4 separate regions of the Mus musculus genome follow, and all the other regions are linked to region 2. The links are chromatin contacts, called in public Hi-C, HiChIP or PLAC-seq and promoter capture Hi-C maps. All regions are on one chromosome and are shown on one strand. The core of a region is the stretch at or near the end of the contact, and the rest is flanking DNA. Distances in the headings are between cores, read along the strand shown.

What was found. Promoter capture Hi-C pulls out the DNA fragments that hold promoters and counts their contacts. A called contact is a pair of places that touch in the nucleus more often than the background predicts. HiChIP or PLAC-seq counts read pairs in DNA pulled down with a chosen protein or histone mark.
Region 1: a FOXA1 HiChIP or PLAC-seq map of pancreatic cancer cells shows a contact between it and region 2. The contact joins the enhancer-like site here to the promoter of Mfsd4a in region 2. A contact is called at or near these places in 1 of 39 promoter capture datasets (liver), 4 of 484 Hi-C or Micro-C datasets (the N1E-115 cell line, embryonic stem cells, liver and 1 more) and 1 of 115 datasets of contacts at active chromatin or transcription factors (pancreatic cancer cells).
Region 3: a contact with region 2 is called in a Hi-C map of bone marrow-derived macrophages, with 1.7 times the contacts expected there. The contact joins the promoter of Pm20d1 here to the promoter of Mfsd4a in region 2. A contact is called at or near these places in 1 of 39 promoter capture datasets (liver) and 1 of 484 Hi-C or Micro-C datasets (bone marrow-derived macrophages).
Region 4: a contact with region 2 is called in a promoter capture Hi-C map of embryonic stem cells. The contact joins the promoter of Dstyk here to the promoter of Mfsd4a in region 2. A contact is called at or near these places in 1 of 39 promoter capture datasets (embryonic stem cells) and 1 of 484 Hi-C or Micro-C datasets (nephron progenitors).

Annotation. Positions count from the first base shown.
Region 1 is chr1:131,712,891-131,716,281 of GRCm38.p6, forward strand. It overlaps Rab7b (RAB7B, member RAS oncogene family), which reads left to right. Exons shown (of 6, transcript NM_145509.3): 6 at 1-2,549. Among named protein-coding and RNA genes, the nearest start is that of Gm30104, 19 kb to the right of the region's middle. Within about 2 kb of position 1,966, at least 26 of the 459 cell types and tissues checked have an H3K27ac peak or open chromatin away from gene starts, as enhancers often do. A contact at or near this core is called in pancreatic cancer cells and stem cell-derived neural progenitor cells, where this site is marked.
Region 2 is chr1:132,065,650-132,069,582 of GRCm38.p6, forward strand. It overlaps Mfsd4a (major facilitator superfamily domain containing 4A), which reads right to left and starts at 2,413. Exons shown (of 10, transcript NM_001114662.1): 1 at 2,014-2,413. The coding sequence starts at 2,243.
Region 3 is chr1:131,795,764-131,799,604 of GRCm38.p6, forward strand. It overlaps Pm20d1 (peptidase M20 domain containing 1), which reads left to right and starts at 1,632. Exons shown (of 13, transcript NM_178079.3): 1 at 1,632-1,823; 2 at 2,833-2,919. The coding sequence starts at 1,655.
Region 4 is chr1:132,415,994-132,419,610 of GRCm38.p6, forward strand. Dstyk (dual serine/threonine and tyrosine protein kinase) reads left to right here and starts at 1,460. Exons shown (of 13, transcript NM_172516.4): 1 at 1,460-1,877. The coding sequence starts at 1,613.

The DNA.
Region 1 (3,391 bases), core at 716-3,215, 350 kb before region 2:
TTCCTTCTGTCTTCACACTGCACAGATAGGGTGGCTCATTCTGAAGGAGGTGGACAGAACGAACTTTCAGGGTCTTCAATGGTCAGGTTCATACCTCATGCCTTCCACAGACATTCCTGTCTCCACAGAAGTCTTCTTTCCTGAGTTCCAAGCAGATCCGAGGTGTCAATCTCTAGGAAGCCAGTCAGGGGGTAATAACTGGGGGTCTGGGGGCTCTGTCTGCACCCGCCTAGCTCTGAGGTATAAAGCAACTTACTAAGGACAGCAGTCACAGGAACAATGAGCCCTGCATCCTTCAGAGATGAACACTGTGCCCCCGTCACACATTGGTGTGGCTCTCCTGAAGTCAGACTGTGGAGGGATGTGTGTGGGGAGGTGTGCATTCGGCAGCACGATGAACATAAGGACCATATCTAAGGGTACGCAGCAAATAGTATGTGTTTCCATTGTTTATATCCTTTATGGGACAATAGTCCCTCTTGGTCAGTGATACCAGTCTCAGTTACCCATGGTCAACTGTGGACCAAAAATATTAAATAGCAAATCCCAGAAATAAATAACTTACAACTTTCAATGCACGTGTCATTTGAAGGAGTGTGGTGAACCGCTGCGCCATCCTACCCAGGTCAGTTGCCTTTGCTCTATTCTGTGCATCTAATCCAGCAGTTACTTTGTAGCTGTCTCAGATGTATCAACTGCCATCATTCCAAATGCCTCTATTAATAGTAACCAAAGTTACGCCACAATACCCATGTCACTATCTCATCACTGAGATACGCCATCATCTCATGTTGTCACATGAGGATAAGGTCGGGAACAGTACAGTATCTTTAGAATATGCATTTATAGCCTTTTATTACTTGTACAGACTCATGGTCATTTAATTTATTGTCAATTATTGTCCATCTCTTGCTGTACCTAATTTATTCATTATACTCTGTCATACGCTTGTGTGACTAGGAGGAAACATAGCACCTGGGGGCGGGATTAGTACTATGTAACTTTAGATATCTATGGGGGAGGGGGATGTCCAGGAGTTTCTTTGGACGAGAAGAGACTATGGTGTTTGCTTTTTAATTTTTTAAAAAAAAAAATCTATGTCAGCATAATTGGCATGTCAACGATGTTAAAGTGTAGGCAGTAAAAGCCACATCATTTCATTTCCAGGGCCCCGTAAAAAAGTGAGATTGTTCAAAAATTAAGACTTCAAGACAGCAATAACAGCATCCGACATTGGAGGTGAACCCTCCTGAGGACTCACCTCCCCGTGACGTGGTCCTGAGAAAGCAGTGAGCTTTCAGCTCAAACAACAGAGCTCTGGCCCGACCCTGCTGGACACACTGTAGCCTGAAGGGAAGGCTCTGCCACAGCCTTAAAGCACATGACATAGATTCTGTGTCCTCTTTAGAGTCATAGCACAGACTAAATATTCCAAATGGAAGCAGGGACCTGTGGGCCTGGAGACTCACAGATATCCTATTACAACTGGGAGATGTGCTGACCAATCCCCAGGGCAGAGTGAGCTGAGCTGACAACCAGACCCACAGTAAGGGTCCCTGCGAGCCACTGTAGCCCAACCATGAGTCACCCTGAGTTGGAGACTGGCCCTTAGCATCCATGCCAGCAGGCACAGGAACTTCACCCCACCACAGCGACATCTAAGTTGGGCGCGGTGGCAACATATCCCAGGCCCTCTTCATAGTCATCCCTTCAAGAAAAAGACCCCAGTCAACAGGATTCTATTGATCGGGCTCACCACAGCCTCGCTCAAGTGGAGCACCCTTGGCTGCTGGTCAACGGAGAACTCAGATCAGGACTCCCCGCAGCATGTATCCTTGGGGCTCGGGAAAAGAACAAAGCCAAATCTTATCACCAAACAAAGCAGGCTTGGACGTTAGGCCCTGCCCTCAGGGACTTGGGAAAATGCCCATTTCTGCTGCCGTTTGCTCCCACATAACAGAGCTTTTCTACTGCTGCCTGGTGGTTGGGCTGTCTATCCCTCGGCCACAGACAGCTTCTCAGGCTCTGCTTGCAGTCCCACACCGGCCTCTGGCACCCAAGAGCAGCCTTGTGTGCACTCTCTCTGTGCACATCACAGTGACCAACAGCAGCAGCTCGACTGGGACAGGAGAGCCACAGATGAGGACTTCTGTGGCTTTCACTTACCCTCGTCTCCCTCCCCCTGCTCCAGAGCAGTGCTGGGGAGCTGTTGGTTAGACACAGGTAGCTCTGGGATGAGTAGCGCCCACTACTGTTCGCTATGCTTCCTCTCCATGAAGACAGGGCCTGCTCTAGTTTTTGTTTTGAGAGAAGGGGTGCTTTTTGTTGTTTTTTATGGGGAGGGGGCTGATAGGTTTGTCTTTTGTTGTAGTTATTGATGCGCAGCCTTGAACTTGGTATTCTTCGGCCTCAGGCTCCCAGTTGCTAGGGTGGGCGTGTTTTGATTCACCGCACTCAGCTTTACAGACTGGCGGACAGTAGGGGATGGATGAGTTTTAGTGGACTACTGCCCATCTATTCTTTAAATAAATACATAAATGGATTTTACTAAGACCAAAACCTCATCACTTTTTTTTTTCACCATTTCCATTCTTTTGAGAATTTCATGTACTTATAAAATGTGCTTTGATGAAACCTGACCCCATTCCCTCCCTTTCCACACCTCCCCCATGTCCCACCCCCACATTTCCCTCACAACTTAATGTGTTCTCCCTTTAGCCTCCTTGGAGTCCATCTAGGGCTGCCTGCATATGTATAGGTGTAGATGCATCTACTGGAGCACGGGCAACCTCCCTCTTAGTAGCTGCATCCCTGGAGAAAACTAACTCCACCCCTCCACTCAGCTGACTGCCAATAGCCCTTCAGCTAGTGATGGGATTTCATGAGTCCCACCCCCACCCCAATCCTTGCTGGGATTTTAGCTGGCCTGATCTTATGTAGTCACAGCCCTGCACACAGCTATTCTTTTTTTTTTTTTAAGATTTTTTTTTCAATGTATATGAGCACACTGTCACTATCTTCAGACACACCAGAAGAGGGCGTCAGATCCCATTACAGATGGTTGTGAACCACCATGTGGTTGTTGGGAACTAAACTCAGACCTCTGGAAGAGCAGTCCGTGCTCTTAACCGCTGAGCCATCTCTCCAGCCGTTTAAGAACACAGTTGTTCTTAATCCAGGGTGTACTGGAATTCAGCAGCAAAATCATGTATATAATACCTTATGTAGTCTACCATAGAAAGTTTGCATAACAACTTCTACATAAGGAGAATTTAGGAGGATAAGTGAGAAATTAGTAAATGTGGGTTACCTTTCATGGGAAAGTCTGGGCAGGCAGGATCAAGTCTTTCCAAGGTATAGGCCTTCATTTTGAACTCCCAGGTCTTTAAAT
Region 2 (3,933 bases), core at 1,163-3,662:
TGACACACATAAGGCACGAGCCACTGCCAAGGCATCTGGGACTATAGTCAAATGCCCACGTTCAAACCTGGAACTATTCAATATCAGACAAAGTGCCTCTGCCTCCTCCTTCCCGCCTTTCTTTTTCTTTCTTTTTGACTGCTTGAGATAGGGTCTTGCTATGTAGCCCAGGCTAACCTCCAACTCAAGATTCTCTTGACTCAGACCCCAGAGAGTTGGGATTAGCGCCCATAGCTAAATCTCTTAACCCTTCTGTGTCTCCACTTCCTCCTGTATAAAACGGAGATAACAACATTACTTTGCAGGGCTGTGATGACAACCAAATGGGTTGATATAAGACATTTTGCACAATGGTTAGTTACTATTGTTGACGTTGCGGTTTCCTGCTGCAGGGTTCCCTCTCTGTTGCCTGTTCAGAGCTTTGGTGGATAAGAAATCTAGAGGGAGGACCAAAGCCAGGGAGAGATGGCCCAGTTAGGGGTATATTGCTTCCCATTTCAGAAAAGTGGGCTTGCCAACCCATCCCTTAGAATGATCCTCATTCGCCTTCCTGTTTGAGCTACATATGTTCCTAAAATATTCTAGGAAAGTGAGCATAACCCAGCCTATCTGTGAGGGTCGGGAGTGTGGTCCAGCACCAGGGAGTTTACCTGGGTTCCATTCCCAGCATCCCTGAACAACAACAACAACAAACAACAACAACGGACCCCCTCCCAGCACTTCCAAACAACAACAGGGCCCCTCCTCTGACATTCAGAGATACCCCCTCCTCCTTTTCATGAATTTTCTAGCTGAACATATTTTCAGAATTCCTATATATCCGATTCTATCCCAGACCCACAAAGTGCTAATAGGCACAAGGAGACTTTCGTCTGAGAATTCTTGCATTTGCAAAAGGATGTAGGGGAAATGAAAATAGTCACTCTCCAATTGCTGAGGTGCAGCAGGCTCTGGATTGCTTAGACTGGGGTCCATTTTATACTGACACCTGTGTTGCATCGTCCCACAGCTGCACACCCTTTGGCCTAGAATGGCCTCTGCACAAGATCTTTTATTCTATCTATCTATCTATCTATCTATCTATCTATCTATCTATCTATCTAGTTTTGTAACAGACCTCCCAATTGTGGTTTTGCAGTCCAGATAATTGCTCCTTTAGGAAGTAGAACAAGGAAGACCACACAGCAGCCTCTGGTGTGCAAACCATTCATTCCTCAGCTCTAGGTCTCAGTTCTAGGTCTATTCCTGGCTGTACAGAGACTGAAGGCTGCTGACTTTCTAGAAATATCTTCAGAGGGGTTCCTACACCAGAAAAATGGGGCTCTGCACGGCACCCAAAAGGGTAATATTCTGAGTGCCAGGGATAGACCAGAGCTCTGTCCTGACAGAAGCCAGGGAGAAGTAACAAGGTGGAGGGATACATTAGGGGTATTCTGGGTACTAGAGATAGAGGATGGATGAGAGGCTCTACACTTCTCTACCTGGCCCAAGGGCTCAGCCTCCGCAGGCAAATGCTGCAGCCGAGTCCTGTCTCCCTTAGGAGATCCCAGGAGCCTCACCATCTTGGTAAAGGGATCAGCTGTATCAATTGATGTGGACCTATTATGAGTGGAATCACCAGTGGGTTCCTAGTCAAACCACAGGCCAGCCCTGTCACTGAGAACTGTCCCCTGAGCTGGCACCGCCAACTGTCTTCCCCTCAGTGCCAATTCCACCTCCGGCGCCGAGGCTACAAAATCTCAGAGGAACAGAGCAATAAGGGTCTTACGCATCTCTGTACATTCCATCACTCTTTGGCTGGTGGGCTCGGTGAGCGAGGGCGAAAGGGTTCTGAGCTCTCTCGGGACGAGTGAGACAAATACATAGCCCAGATGTCACCTTCAGTCCCGAGAGAGTTTTCCGGGAGAGCTTGTAGTGGGGGAGGGAGGCAGCCCCTGGGCTAAGATCCAGCCCAGCTGGGCAGGTGGTCACAGCTGCGGGGATGTGGAGGGGCGTGCGGGGCGCGACACTCACGTCCTCTTGAAGACACCCCCGAGGGCGCTGCCCAGCAGGAGGCAGAGCTGCTGCGAGAAGAAGACCCAGGAGATCTGGGGCAACGAGCTGTGCGTCTGGCAGCGCAGGTCCAGAAGCGTGGGCCCCAGGAAGGCGATGCACAGGCCGAAGCTGAAGAAGACGCTCCAGTAGGTGAGCGTGGGCTGTAGGTTGCGGCGGAGCAGCTCAGACACCCGGCCGTCGCAGCCCATGGCTCGGCCGGCAGCTCGCAGCGAGCCCAGGGCCGAGTGCCGCGGCCAACCGGAGGCCGGGCGGGGAGGAGAGGAGAGGAGGGGAGCGCCGCGCGGCTGCCCCGCCCTCGGCCAGCGCGGGGACGCCTGGAGGTCCGGGGCGTCGCGGACGCACGTGTCCCGCCGCCGGGACCGCCCCGCCTCGCTTCACGTTCCTGGGGGCCCCACGTTGGTTAATTCACCCGGGAGCGCGACCCGCCAGCTAGTGCTAAAGGCTCCTCGCGCCCTACACCGCGCAGCCTTTCAGCCTGGCGATCTGAATCCACATCACTTGGTCTTGGGGTGCTGCCGTTGGACTTCGAGGGTCTGCCAGCGCGGCTCTCTACCTCCCATGCCCTACTCTCTAAAAGCAGTCCTATCTGTACATGACTTTCTTGTGGCTTTCATTTGGAACCTCAAGGGGTCCGGTACACTGTCATTTGGAAAAACAAAAGCAAAAACACCAAACACTCCCAGAAACTTGGACATTCGTTTTACTGCTTTTAGGTGCTGGGATTGACCCCAAGGCCTATAACATGCTAGGCAAGTATCCCCAGTCCTAGAAATTTAGGTCTTCTCCATTCTATGCTTTGGGGTGCGGGGGTATCACCCTGCACCTGTTCCATCACAGGTGAGGAAGGCAGTAAGGCCAAGCTCTGTTTAGGGTTCTATTTCTCCTTCCCAATGCAGTGAGGGAGGGCAGGAACCCCAGGACTCGCAGAGGAATTCTGAGATGATCCTCCAGGCAGAGTTCTCTTCCCACTTGAAAATGCCTTGACAGGGTGGAGGGGTTGTTTACACTCCAAGACCCTGATACCGACCCGACACCCCCACAGCCCTGGACAGTGGTGTATGGTCCTGCTCCTGAGGGAGTTAGGATCCGGTGCCCACACCAGAACCTAGGAGCACAGCAGTTAAGGACCTTCAGTGTCTCCTTTGCCAAGTGTCTTAATAGTGCTGGAGGTTGTGACATCGTGCCCACAGAAGTGTTTGGCTGGGTGACCCCATGATACCTTGGCGTGAAGTGGAGATAATCAATTTCCTGAGCAGGGACACTACCTCAGAGTGCTACCCCATACCTGTCCTGGACTGTGCATCAGAGGAAGGCTCCAGTTTAAGAGTCCCTCTGGCTCATTTACTCCATGGGTGATGGCATAGACTAATTTAATGGCAGTAAAGGTGGGATTTATAGTACATGAAATAAGGTACAAAGTTATCACCTGAAAAAAATATAATCATTAGCCACTGCTGTGAAGTTCTAGAGGAACAGCAGCTCAGAGATGGGAAGGGTGACCTGGGGCTCAGACCCTTATCTCCTCCCAATTATCCCTGTGGTAGGTAGCTTGATAGCTTTCTTCTGTTGATGGAGACTTGCTTGCCGTTTACTTTTCATTTCTTAAAACATCGTTTTTAGATTTGTCTATTTTATGTATGCTTCACCTGTCCGTATTTATGTCTGTGCACCATGGGCATGCCTGGAGCCTATGGAGGTCAGAAGATGGGGTTAGATTGCCTGAAACTGGAATTACAAATATTCGTGAGCCACCATGTGGGTGCTGGGAATCGAATGTGTGTCCTCTGCAAGAGCAGCCAGTGCTTTTAACTGCTGAGCCATCTCCGCAGCTCCTGCTTGGCCCACTCCCATTGTGCATCAGCTGTGGGGAGGATGAGT
Region 3 (3,841 bases), core at 382-2,881, 270 kb before region 2:
CCCTTACTAAACTCACTAGAACACATACATGCACACACGAGAGCGTGCACACGCATGTGCACACACACACACCAGACAAAGACTAGTTGGGATAAGAGGTTATCAGTGGATGTGTGTGTGTGTGTGTGTGTGTGAGAGAGAGAGAGAGAGAGAGAGAGAGAGAGAGCGAGAAGAACAGCTTAGGAATAAATTTAATCAAAATATATACATGAATAAAGTGTACTAATGAAACCTGTCTAGAGGGACAGTACTGTGTTTCGTTTTCTCTGTCAATTAAAGAATTAAAAGGAAGATCTATTTTCAGAGTTCTAGTAGGACCATCATATTACACCCGAAAAATCAGAGCCCCTCTTGGGGTTCTTGGTGTCGTTAATAAAAGAATTTGAGAACCATCACAAATGGAAGCTTGAGGACAAAGAATACACTCTAACAGAAACTGGGGGACAGTTTGTTGGACTTTAAAAGGAAAACCCCCAGGGCAGGCAGGCTTAACCCTCAAAGCTTTGGGGAAGGGACCTGTAGCACTGGATTAGTTCTTTTTTTTTAATTGGTTATCTTATTTATTTACATTTTCAAATTTCAAATGTTGCCCCTCCCCTTGCCTGGTCTCCCCTCCCATTGATGCCAGACAAGGTCATCCTCTGCTACATGGGACCTCTGGACCCCTCCATGGCTCTTTAGTTGGTGGTTTAGTCTCTGGGAGCTAAGGGGGGTGGGGTCCAGTTAGTTGATACTGTTGTTCTTCCTATAGGGTTGCGATCCCCTTCAGCTCTTTCAGTCCTTCCCCTAACTCTTCTACTGGGACCCCTGTGCTCAGTCCAATGGTTGACTTTGAGTATCTGCATCTGTATTATTAGTCAGGCATTAGCAGAACCTCTCAGGGGACAGCTATACCAGGTTCCTGTCAGCAAGCGCTTCTTGGCATCAGCAATAGTATCCAGTTTAGTGTCTGCAGATGGGATGGATCCCTAGGTAGGGCAGTCTCTGGATGGCCTTTCCTTCAGTCTCTGCTCCGTTTTTTGTCCCTGTATTTCCTTTAGACAGGAACAATTCTGGATTAAAATTTTTGAGATGGGTGAGTGGCCCCAACCCTCAATTGGGGGCCACGCCTATCTACTGGAGGTGTTCTCTACAGGTTCTATCTCCCTTTTGTTGGATATTTCGGCTAATGTCATATCCATTGGGTCCTGGGAACCTCTCGCTTCCCTGGTGTCTGGGACTTTCTAATGGCTACCTCCAGTTCCCCCACCACCACCACTGCTACATATTTCTATTCATTTTCCCAAGGACACAAGGTCACATCTTGGCATGCTAAGAAAAGGTTCAAAACAGGAGCAAACTCGTCGGGGCTGGTTTGTCAAAGCACTACCTATCAACAGACACACTGTTGCAGTTTATGATGAAATTAAAGCTATAACACACACACACACACACACACACACACACACACACACACCTTTGCTCTCATGTAGTAAATGCCAGAACAAGAGCAGGCTAGTCCTGACCCTTGTCTAGAGGGCAGCAACTCAAGGGCGGGTCGCTCGATTGATTGGTTGGTTGCTGTCCAGGTCAATCAATGATTGGTCAGCAGCGAGTCATGCTTTAGGCTATTAGGTCCAAACTCTAGCCCGACTGGTGGCTTTTGGGGAGAGACATGGCTGAGCTACTTGCTAGCTTGCCCGCCTGGGCAGCTGTGCTCCTTCTCTTTTTCGCTACGGTCTCCGGATCCACTGGCCCTAGAAGCAGGGAAAATCGGGGGGCGTCCCGGATCCCTTCCCAGTTCAGCGAGGAGGAGCGTGTCGCTATAAAAGAGGCGCTGAAAGGTGAACCTCCGCCCCCTTGTTCTCAGATCTGAGTCCCTCAGTCCCAGAGGGCCTACCTCCCTCTGCTGAGGGACGCGGGCGGGCCCAGCCAGCGTTCTGCAAGCTTTCGGGACACTGTGCACTGGTCTAGCACTTGCGTCGGTAATCCCTTGCCTAGCCTAGAGGCTCCAGCTTCTCTCCTCTCAGCACTGTTGGCATCCACCCTACCCCTGTCTGCCTCCAAAAAGTATTTGTAGCACTTTCAACTCTAAATCTTTTAACCTTTTCAATCTCTGCGGTGCCTTAAAACAAAACTGTTTGGCTTCGTTAAATGATCTTCCCCAGGACTCCCTCAAGGACAAAGCTCTGGATAACATTGTAGAGTCAGTAGGACTCGCTGGCTCTGAAGAGAATGAATTATTCCTGGGGTGTATGTAATATGTAAGTAGTTCTCCCCTAAAACGGACTTAACAAGGCAACTAACTCATTGGACTTTCAGGAGAAAAGAGCATTTGTGCAGGCTGGTGGGACGGACGCCTTGTCAACTTCTCTTTTCTGTTCATTAAGTAGTGGATTCATTAAAAAAAAAAACTGCCTACACAAACATATGCAAGTCAACACAGTGATCAAATGCTAACCCTTAGTGGAAGATGGATTGTGCACATAGTGAAGTGAGATGCCTGGGAATAGTTTTCCCAGAGCATTGGGCAAATAGTCCTCTGCAAGCTGGTTGGTTGCCATCATCTGTCTATTTTTCTTCTTCTCTTTCTCTTTCTTTCCTTCTTGTTCTTTCTTCTACTACTTCTTTTTCTTCTTTTTTTTTCCTCCTCCTCCTCCGCCGCCTCTTCCTCCTCCTCCGCTTTTCTTCATCTTCTTCATCTTCTTCTCCCTGTCTCCCTCCCTCCCTCCTCCAAAGTTCTGGGATTACAGCTGTGCACCACCACATTCAGCTATGGTTTCAGACTTTTATCAGAAACACTCAACCTCTATCAACCTTAATCGTCTGTCTCTGACCACTGAATCCCAACAGGTGCCATCCAGATTCCCACAGTGTCTTTCAGCCACGAGGAATCCAACACCACAGCCCTTGCTGAGTTTGGAGAATATATCCGCAAAGGTCAGCTACAAACTAAGGGCTAAGGGTGGCAGACATACACTGGAGACTTTGTCCTTGATGGGCAATAAGGAAATATATTTTGCCATTAATAGAAGACAGTCACCTGCTCTGGGGTTGCCTTTTACTTTGTACATAGGATATATAAAGGGGTGAATCCAAATATTCCACAGTGGAGTATAAAGTGAGAACTATAGGTTAGCTTTTGAAGAACTAAAACTGGGAACTAACTGTGGGTTTGGGGTTTGACGCGCCTACATTTTCCCTAAATATGTATCAATTAACGAACTCTACCATTAACAGGTAACACAAGGGATTCACTCTCTTGTGCAAATGTCTAGAACTCTGTTCCAGCACTTCCACCCCTGTTACCATACACATACATGTGGCATGCAGGCACTATGTCTAGTGGGCTCCATTTACAGTAATTATTAACACACTCCTAAGGCCTGCCAGTAATGTGACTAATCTGCCCTGAGAACATCCATACCTGCATACAGAAGTATGGCTGGACAGAACCATTTTTATCTCCACAAAACACAGGGTGGAATGCACTTTTCTTTCTTAATGATAGCATCATTTATAATAACCTAAAATGGAAACAACCACGTATTCATCATTACACAAATAGACAATTAATGTATTCATATTATAGGTGCTGGAAAGATAAGGGCTCCGTGGTTAATTGTACTTACTGCTCTTCCAGAAAACCTGGGTTCAATTCCCAGCATCCACATGGTGATTCACAACCACCTGAATCTTCAATTCCAGGGGATCCAACACCCTCTTGGCACACACATAGTACACTAACATACAATCAGATAAAACATACATATATATTTTAAAGTAAGTAATAACAATTTTAAAAATATTAAATTCAACTGTCCATACCCATGGATTTCATATGTGTGGATTCAATCGACCT
Region 4 (3,617 bases), core at 210-2,709, 350 kb after region 2:
CATTGAGCCATCTCTCCAGCCTTCTCCCAATTATTTCTAAAATATAAAGTACTAATAAAGACTAGTTTTGTGATGTCGAAATGAGGTCTAGTTATGTAGCTTAGGGTGGCCATACCCTTGGGATTACCCTTCCTTGGGCTCCTGAGCGATGGGATTACAATTGTGTCTTCCCATGTGTATCTCATGCAGATAGATTCTTCCTCCAACCTAAGGTTTCTCTCCACTGATCCCCTAACTAGAAATCTTTGTGATGACTCATCCTGCATTGCTTTGTTAGAATAGAGACAGGGTCTCACTATGTATGTAGCCTTGTCCATTCTGGAACACACTCTGTTGATCAGGCTGGCTTTGAACTCACAGAGACCTTCACGCCTCTGCTTCCAGAGTACTGAGTCTAAAGGCATACACCACCACACCCAGCCCATGTTCTATTTTTAAATAGTGCTCTTACACTATCAACCTTTTTTTTTTTTTTAATTTCCATTTGTGTTCTCACTTCTGTTTTACCAAGCCTTTTGGAAAGCAAGGGGAATACAACTTTGCAAAGAAGAGAAATGGCCAGAATGTGCAAAGGGAGGCGTAAATGGGAAGGAACACAGGGCTCCTTTTTTGCAGCTAGCCTACCTTAAAGTGCAGGCTCATTTGAATGCGTGATCTTTTAAAAAGTGCAACAAGTTACAGGTTAAAGCCTTCACATTTCACATTGAGCCCAAGTTACTCAAAGTTCAATCAGGTGAAGAGGTGACTGGTGTCAAGTTCTGTCCCGTTTGTGGCTTGTGTGTCATGGAGTCCGTGACAGTCTGCGTCGATGGAAGTCTGGCACACTGACAGAAGCCTTGTTAAGATAATCAGTTTAGAAGGCTACTAACTTCAACTTCCCCTTACCCCTGCCGACTGTACAAGAAATCAACTGTCCTTTCTCTTAGGTCTCACCCACCCTTTCACACCCCTACCCCCTTTCCACATCTAGAGCAGGAAAAAAAAAAAAGAAAGAAAGAAAGAAAGAAAGAAAGAAAAGAAAAGAAAAAGTAGACTGTAACACAAACAGTAGAGTTTTCACTATTCTCCGGGTATTTTCAACCAATTCTCTATTATCTGTTGTAACCATTTGGGGTAACCACAGACATATTTTGTCCTCGGCCTTATTTCCTTCTACTTATTAAAATCTTTCTTTCTCCTAGATTTGAGGTACCCCATTTCTGCCGGGGTTCATACTCTGCGGGTTCTGCCTTTCCTTAGGAATTCGTGTACAGTGCAAGAACACCTTTTAAACGAGAAGAGTGTAAGCACAGGGATCAGTAGGGTCCACCCGCTAGCTTGCTTCCCTGTGGGCGTTGTGGCATTCCACCCAGCCCAGACTACAAGTCCCAGGAGCCCGCGCAGCGACGGTGCCTCTGTGAGCTCGTCCCTGGCTCCGCTGGGGAGCGGAGTAAGGTTCTGGCCGGAGCCAGGCGCTCTGGCTGCTCAGCCGCGGCAGTGACGGAGGCTGGAGGCCGCGCGGAGCGCCGGCAGGGGCGTCGGGAGGCGGATTCCGCCTTCTCTGAGCGCTAGGGGGCGGGAGGAGGGGGCCGGGCCAGCGGCTCAGCCAGCCGCGAAGACAGCTGGCTGAGCGATGGAGGCCGACGGGCAGTCATGGGCCGGCGAGTCCGTGTCGGGCCCGGGTCCCGGAGGCGGCGGAATGATCCGCGAGCTGTGCCGGGGCTTCAGCCGCTACCGCCGCTACCTGGGACGGCTGCGGCAGAACCTGCGAGAGACCCAGAAGTTCTTCCGCGACATCAAGTGCTCCCACAGCCACAGTTGTCCCTCCTCCCCCGCGGGCGGCGGAGCGGCCGAGCTTGGCCCTGCCGGCGACGTCGCCGAAGCCCCGCTGCCGGCGGGTAAGGACAGGCCCGATGGAGAGAGGAAAATCGGAGGGTGGCATCTCCGTCAGCAAAACAACTCCAGGAGGAGGCGGCCAGTAGGAGAGGGCCGCGGGGCGGCGCGAGGCCTGGGCCTCGGGGATCTTAGATGAGGTGGGAGGATACCCTGGGGAGAGGTGGCAAGGGCTCGAGACCGGGAGGCAGAATTCGAAAAGGCTAAGCGGAGAGGTGAGAAAGTTGCTTTGAATTGGGGTGCTTGGTATGGGGACCGAGTCCCCGGTTAGGTGTTAGGTTGGGTGTTTCTGAAGTCTCTGGGCGCCTTCGGACTGCACTGGTATGTGAGTGTGTGAGCGCGCGGGGTTTGGGTGTGTAAAGTGCTTGCAATCCAGTCAAGAGGCAGCCCTGCGAAGATGTCCTCTAAATAGGATTTGGAGTTGCCAAAGAAAAGGATATTTAATGGGTGTTAGAAATTAATTGGTCAGAGATGTTACTTATGGTGAAGGAGTTAAGAAATGTTTTGTTGTTGTTTTTGTTGTTGTTATTGTTGTTGTTGGGAGTGGAGTGGAGTGGGGCGGCCCTGAGCCCTTGAAAAACTTGCCCTTCTTGACTTGATTCCCCCCTCTCCTCCAACCCCTCGGGATGTATCAGAGGCCTCAGATCACTTTAAATACTGCAAGATCTTTGATCCTCCTTGAACTGCAATTGGTGGGGAACTAGAGGGTTTAACTTTTACCACCTTCTCCTTAGGAAGTTGATGAGAGAAGCCACTGACTTTCCATGTGGGTAGGTAGACGGGGCACAACCTAACAGCAGGTATGTCCTTGGTTTGCCTTTAGTGATTCTCGAGCTGCAGTGTAGATTAAAATAACCTCAGGAGTGTATTAAAAATGCCATGTCTCAGGTTGTGTCTTATGGATTCTGGCTGTGTAACCATGGTGGGGGGGTCCTAAGAGTCTAATTTAGCAAGTCAAAGATATTGGAATCTGATACAGGTGTTTTATTATCACTTAAGGTGAACTTGTGAGTTGGACCCTATACTCTTTGTTGCATGTTTAAGAACGTTGTCTGAGACTACAGAAGGGGGTGTTTAAAGACATGCTGGTAAGTCCTGATAGGGCCCTCAATGGTACTGTTCTATTGCCCAGGATAGCAATTTAAAGAGCCCTTGTTTTGGGTCAGCATGATAGCTTAGCTGGTACATGTACCTGCTGCCAATCCTGATGCCCTGAGTTGACCAGGAGAGAACCTACTCTTGAAAGTAGTCTGCTGACCTCCACATATAGGCCACTGTGCATACACACATGTGTGTGCACTCGCACACACACACACACACACACACACAGAGTATAGGTATTTTAAAAAAAAATTTTTTTTTTTTTTTTGAGACAGTGTTTCTCTGTGTAACCTTGGCTGTCCTGGAATTAGTTCTGTAGACCAGGCTGGCCTCGAACTCAGAGATCTGCTTGCCTTTGCCTCCCTGTGCTGGGATTACAGGTGTGCACCACCACCTCCAGGCAAAAGATCTTATTTTACTTCAGGACATAAAAAACACTAGAGTGATAACTACTTTTCTGAAGTTGTGCTTTTGACACTTCTAGACGCTGTCTAGAGCAGTTGGTGAGGCAGCTCATATTTTTCAATGGACCCAGAGTTTGGCAGCAACTTCTTCCGTCAGAAGCTTTGCTTTAAAAGCCCTCTGTTTCTGCCCTTACTTTAAAGTGACTGTTTCAGAGTTACTCTTAAAAACAAAACAAAACA